2 separate regions of the Hordeum vulgare genome follow, and region 2 is linked to region 1. A link is a contact called in public Hi-C data. All regions are on one chromosome and are shown on one strand. The core of a region is the stretch at or near the end of the contact, and the rest is flanking DNA. Distances in the headings are between cores, read along the strand shown. Region 1 has its middle 3.4 kb from the start of LOC123425268. Region 2 has its middle 100 kb from the start of LOC123424717.

The links. A called contact is a pair of places that touch in the nucleus more often than the background predicts.
Region 2: a Hi-C map of seedling shows a contact between it and region 1, with 2.3 times the contacts expected there. The contact joins two enhancer-like sites. A contact is called at or near these places in 2 of 6 Hi-C or Micro-C datasets (leaf and seedling) and 1 of 1 datasets of contacts at active chromatin or transcription factors (embryo).

Annotation. Positions count from the first base shown.
Region 1 is chr2H:40,169,480-40,172,810 of MorexV3_pseudomolecules_assembly, reverse strand. No RefSeq gene overlaps it. Among protein-coding and RNA genes, the nearest start is that of LOC123425268, 3.4 kb to the right of the region's middle. Within about 2 kb of position 1,755, at least 2 of the 3 cell types and tissues checked have open chromatin away from gene starts, as enhancers often do. A contact at or near this core is called in seedling, where this site is marked.
Region 2 is chr2H:40,313,348-40,316,678 of MorexV3_pseudomolecules_assembly, reverse strand. No RefSeq gene overlaps it. Among protein-coding and RNA genes, the nearest start is that of LOC123424717, 100 kb to the right of the region's middle. Within about 2 kb of position 1,573, at least 2 of the 3 cell types and tissues checked have open chromatin away from gene starts, as enhancers often do. A contact at or near this core is called in seedling, where this site is marked.

The sequences.
Region 1 (3,331 bases), core at 506-3,005:
GCTCAGGTTAAACATGAACTATGACTACCACTACGATCGCAAGACCGAGGAACAAGCCGGAGGGCAATTCGCCCAGTCCATGGAAAGGTTCAACATGCTCGGCTCCATGTGCTCCAAACACCGCGACGACGTGGAGCTCGGCGGCGTCTCGGAGCTTCCGGCAGCCTTCGCCAACAGCCGCGCGTTCGACTGCCTGAGGACGAGCCTGCGGAAGGTGACGCTGCAGTTCAAGTCCAAGGAGCACAACTGCTTCCAGGTGCAGCTGGCCAGGTTCCTCGTCGAGAAGGCCATGGTGCTCGAGGAGATGCACGTTGAGGATGGGGACCAATTCTGGCCTGATCACCTCTTGGTCAAGCTCACGAGATGGAGGCACGAGGCGTTCCGGCGGATGAACCTGCCGGACACTAGTGGCTTTCGGGTGCACCAGCTAGCCAATCCTTTCGTAGGTGCTAAGGTACAATACTGATATGGCTGTTGTTGTCTTGTTGAGGGTTCAATCCTATACAAAGAATTGAATAATTTGTCCAAACGGTGGGCTTCCTTGATTAGAAGGAATTAGCATTGTGACCCGCACATTTGCGCGACTAGACAGATTTGTATTATGTTGTTTATGTTACTCCCTTCATTTTTATATACAACGCCACTTCGTTTTTCGTGTCAAGCTTTGAATTGTAATTTTGATCAATAATATATGAGATATATTTCATCAAACAATAGATTATTGAAAAGTTCTATAAAATATGCATCTAATGGCATACTTTTTATAACATATGACTCACATTTTGTTGGTAAAATTAATGATCAACATAAAAATATGAATATGTATTTTTATGTCAAATTTAAGATGCTAGATTAATTTAAGGTGCCATTTAAAGATATGGAGTTATCCGTAGGAAAAATTGACCATGCAGATTGGCACTGATCCTCTATTTGTTCTTGCACATATCCTAAATTTGATGTGCATGGTGCTTATACATTTGATTTTTCCTAATTAAGCACTTCGAGATTTGTTCCAAACTATAGGCCTTGTTCCTAATATAATATCAATCTTCCATCTCCCCTCGTTGTCATTTTTTTGTCAATAAGTTTTAGGGTCGTCTCACCAAAATTAAAAACAGGACATTTATCTTGCCTATCAAAATGTGATAAATGTAGATATATTCATACCACTTTTATAAAAGTCAGCCACATATGGTTGATTGTGGCTAGAAGCAATCCATGTATATGTGATGGATTCCAAGTATAAAAGTTTGTATATATGTATATGTGATGGATTTCATGTATATGTAATGGATTTCGCCTAGCCCCAAAGAACACCAACGCTGAACAACCACAGTCGACTCCAAGCAGTCGCACCACCTCCACCACAACTCCGCTGGTCCCTCCGGCTAATCCATGCTCCAAAAATGATGCCCACAAGAGGGGAATGACGCAATGTGCCGCCATCAACCGATCTGCGAGAGCATAGATCTAAGGTTTTCCTCGGAGCAGGAGATGCTAAGGGAGAGGAGCACATCACCACAACAGCGCCTTCAAGAAGGCAACGACGCCCGCACACGCCGCTGCTGCCGGCTTCGACCATGGCCACAGACAGACTTTCGCCTGGCATTGTCCTCCATAGACCAAACCAGTTGGCCCCACCATCAGCCGCGTGACCGAACCACCGCCACCAGCCGCCTGTCGTGTTCCACACATAGACGTGCCTCCGAGATGAGCTGCCACCATGTCATTGAGCATGAGCCACCCTAACGTCGAGATCCTGGTTTGGCAGGTCCAAACCAGCCGGGATGCAGATCTGGCGACTCGTGGAGTGAATGCACTACACCATCGGAACCTTCGGATGGCGAGAACCAAAGCCAGCAGCAGCCGCGCCGCACAACAATCCAAACCGGCCGCGGGGCAGAACAGCCACACACCTCCATCCTCCCCCGTACCGAGCGAGCGGCACGCGCGGAGGACCCCCGCCATCTAGACCTCCGAGCAGCCCCGCCACCGAGCACCGAAACCTTGCCGCCGACGAAGTCGAGCAGCACCACCGCCGCGCAGCCCATGGCCCGCATAGGCAGGCCAGAAGAAGCCATCAAGCAGTGGACCGGGGGGGGGGGGGGGGGGGGGGGGAGGGGGCTGCCACCCCACCACAACGAGGTTGGCCAGGACAGAAAAAACGAGGCAATGAGGCCACCGGATCCACCCATCCCGCCTGGAGCCGCCGCCGGGGAAACCATCCACCGGACCTCGACCCCTGGCCACCGGATCGCGCCGCCGAACAGGGCGTGGGAGCACCCTCCTGTGACAGGGCGTGCCGAGCAGCCCCGCGTGCGCAGCCTCATCACGCTGCGTGAGGACCATGTCCGACCGGAGCGTTTGAGGACGTCGACCCGCCTCCGTCACGCCCCCTGGCCAGAGCCGGCCGAGGCGAGCTGCAGCTCCAAACGCCCGCCGAAGAAGTGCCTCGCCGAAGAAGTGCCGAGCTTCGCTGGTCGGAACCTCTGGCGACGGCAAGACGGGGGATGGGAGGGGGTGGCTGAGTGGCGGCGCTTGGGTTCGCCCCCGAGTCGCCAGGAAGAGCGACGCGGGGGCACCAAGGTTGCAAATGTCGTTGTTTGCGTAGTCAGGAAAGCAAAACAGCGGCAAAACTAGTGGCTCCTTCTCGAGTTTGCCTTACTCGACGTCCCCCCGTCAAGATCCTTCTTCCTGCGACATCGTCAAGATTCACAACCCGCCAGTCCGAAGGCTGAGTTAATTGCATGAAAGTACCATAATTAGGGCAATACGTGCGGATTGGTACCACTTTTGATAACTTTTACATGTCAATAGTAAGTTTAGGGCTATACGTTAAAAAAAATGGTCTAAAATGCGTATAACAGTGTATTGACGGTGTATTTGATAAGCGAGGCCCGTCTGTGAGGTGCCCATGTGGCATTTTTATTGCAGAAACCCCCCCTCAGTTGTAAGTAATCACATGAAAACCCTTTTTTGCAAGGGAAAAGTTTCCTGCGACAGATTTTTTTTTCGTTTGCAAATTTCCACCTCGTTTGGAACTTTCATCGAATTAAATAAATAATTAAAAGGAACAAAAATTAAACGCCAGCTTGATACGAACAACCAACCTGTTGAACAGGGGCAGCGTCAGCTACCATCAGGTCAGAGCCCGACTCACGTTATAACCACACACGTAAGCTGGGCCGGCAGTTGGGCCAACCGAGACTGCACGCTCTGACTTGGCCATATCTTTTAATCCTGATGTTGATACATATTTTTTGTCATTACATATTAGTATTATTAAGTGTCAAGCACCAGACCACAAGAATAAATTTTATGTGTCTTCACT
Region 2 (3,331 bases), core at 324-2,823, 140 kb before region 1:
TTGCGAGCGCGCGCGCCGTGGACTCGTACTTATAGAAACCTCTCTCGCAGTGGGTGGTGTCGAGGTGGACTCGTGCCAGCCCCGGCGCCGGCGATGTCAGCGAGAGCTTGAAAGGGAAGCCCTTGTAGCAGAAGGAGCGCAGGCTGGGCATGTCGAGCTGTATGCCGATGTTGCGGGAGTCGTCGAGCTCTTCCTGGCAGACGCAGGTCTCGAGCACCAAGGCGGTGACCGTCGGGGAGCGGAGGCAAAGGGGCAGGTTGAAAGCCTTGGGTGCGTAGTAGGGATCGGAATTCGGAAGTGACCGGCTTGGGCGGCTTGTTGGTCACATCCACCAGCGAGAGCGTGGTGAGGGCCGGCGCGGCGTCGACCATGATCTGCAGATACCCCTGCAAGTAAGTGCAGTTGCGCAGGGTGAGATCCGTGAGGCGCGGCAAAGCGAGCTGCGCCTGGGCGGACGGCTCGAGGCCGCAGGAGTCGAGCTCCAGCACCCGGAGCGTGGTGGCGGCGCACGGCAGGGAGGCCAGCGGCGGGACGTAGAAGCTCCGGTAGGAATGCTCGGCGGCGAGGCGGGGTCGAGGAGGAGGCCGGCGACCCGGGCATCGCACTGCGGTTCCCCGTCGTGGTACCTGCCGACTGGTGTTTTTTTCGCCTTCCAGAGAGGGATGAGGCCTTCAGCTGAACGGCCCAGAATGTTCGTTGGCCTTTCACACCAAACTCAAGGACACGTATCAAGGACACAAATATCCCTAAAAAAAAAAATACAAGGACACAGGTAGAGCGTAAGCTTCTTGAGCGCCGTCTCGCGGCGGCTGTTGAAATAATCCAAACATTCCTTATGGTTAAGTTAGTTTCCATGTATTAAAAGTACATGTTAGGATATGCTGTACTAGTTTGTCCTTGTCAGTTTAGGCTAATCGTGATCGGGGTGGCCGGTGATTAGGCTAGGTGCACTACGTTAGGAAATCTTGGTTGTGTCCATGTTGAGTCCGGTTCGGAGTAGTATAATTGGTCTTGGTTAGAGGCCGAGTCCGGTTTGTGCTGAAGTCCTAGCATCTATAGATTGGGTTTGTGTTGGTCGGTGTCGGCTTCTACATTATATATATGCAGCAGGTCTACGTGAGTTTTGTACCGTGAAAAATATTGAGGAATAAAAAGAAAGAAAAGAGGGGCACGACATGTGCCCTTGGCTATAAGTTTTTCTGCGCGTGTGTTCGTGTGATTTGATGTGATCGATCCTGAAAGTGAAAAGTCAACAGCGGCGGCTGGCTAGGGCGGCCTTGCCGCGGCGGAAGAAGTTGTCGAAGCGGTCGTGGTGGCTGGACCATCGACTGCTGTTGAGGTTGAGGGCGTCGGCGTCGGCGTCGGCGGCGGCCATGGTGCAAGTAGAGAGATGATCGGCGTCGGCGGCGGGGCGCAGCAGGATGGATATATGGATCTGATGCCGAGTCGGTTTGTTTTGGTTGAACGAACTCAGTACGTGTTGCGTTGCATTGGCGGTTCGTACAGAGTCCAGGATCATCGGTGTCTTTTTTTTTTCCTTCCAGAGGGATGAGGCCTTCAGCTGAGCGGCCCAGTATGTTCGTTGGACTTTCAGGCCTTTCACACCAAACTCAAGGACACGTATCAAGGACACAAATATCCCTCAAAAGAAAATACAAGGACACACAAATCGTCAGAAGCAGTCGCTAATCATATATGCTCCCTATTTTCGGCGAAGAAGGAAACTTTATCAGAGCATCCCGGTCAGATTCCAATTCCTCGATAAAAAAGAGATATTCTGGCACACAGCACACTAATTGAAAATACACAGAGAGCTGACACTCTTACTCTAAAACTGGTTTGATGCCAACATTTGGCATTGCAAATACTTCCTTGGTTCGAAAATACTTGTCCGAGGAATGAATATATTTAGATGTATTTTAGTTTTAGATACATCCATTTTTACGACAAGTAATTCCGGACGGGTAGAATACTTCCTCCATTACTCAGTGTTCTGCGTCGACGCGCGGGCCGCACGATCCACCAGCCCCCGCGTCCGCATGTTGAATCTTCATGCAACATTTTTTCTTCCGATGCAGCAAAAACTCGACGAAATGCAGCAATTTTTTCAACGATTTCAACAAAAAAAATTGTAGCAAAAAAAATATCTACATGATCGTAGCAGAAAAACAAAGTTAATGGTGTGTGGTAGCAAAAGTCAAACGCCGGTTGTAACAAATATCTACGTGAACGTGTATACAACTTTTTTAGTGAACGGTTGCAGCAAAAAAGATGTCGGTTGTAGGAAAAATTAACACGATTGTAGCAAAAGTAAAAAAAACATCGATTGTAACGAAAAATTCGACGAACTGGAGTTGTAACTAAACGTATATCCAACTTTTTTTACTGGACAAATGTAGCAAATAAAAACACTTGCAGCAAATACGATGTTGATTGCAACATTTTAGACGGAAAAATGTTGCATGCCTAGTCAGCACTCAGCGCGCGGGTCGCGTGCACGCGGCCGGCCGAACGGTTCGACCGGCGCACCGGCCAGAATATAAGGTGCATTAGTGTTTAAAACAGTCAAACATTGTTTATATTTGACCAATATTATAGCAAAACATATAAGATGGTGTTTCTTTAACTAGTGACTAGACTAAAAAGTCCCTTTTAGTCCCTAGGTAAAGAAATAGGAGGGACTTTTTCTGAAGGTACTAGAAAAAGTCTCTATTAAAAGAACTTTTTTCTTTAGTCTCTGAGACTAAAAAAAAGTCTAGTCTCTTGAAAAGAAACACCACTTAAATATAAAAAGTATTAAATATATAAAATATAGAATTTATGTTCAAAAAGACCATTAACCGAGTGTTATTGTCAAAAAAGACCAAATACGGTATGAAATACGAAAAAAGACCCCCACTTCTCATGACGGCACGCGCGCCGGATGTCGCATGGCACCTGTCGCCACGGGCCGAGGCGGCTAGGCCCTGCCGCCACCCGGCGAGGCGGTCGGCCGCGCAGGTGTGACCTACCGCCAACGCTCCAAGCGGCAGGCTGCGCACGATAGGCATGGCCAGGCATGGAACTTGATGCATGTACGTATGGACTAGAGCATGAGATAGGGCTAGCGCACGTCCATAGTCAGCCATAGCGCTGGCTCGTCCTGGCTTGGATTGAATGCACGCACGTACGGCTCGGACTGAATGCATGCACGTACGAGTGTGCAGCCTGTCGCCTCGAGCGCTGGTGGCAGGTCCCACCTTCGCGGCTGACCGCCTCGCCGGGTGGCGGCAGGGCCTGGCCGTCTTGGCTCGTGGTGGCAGGTGCCACGCATCACCCGGCGCGCCTGCCG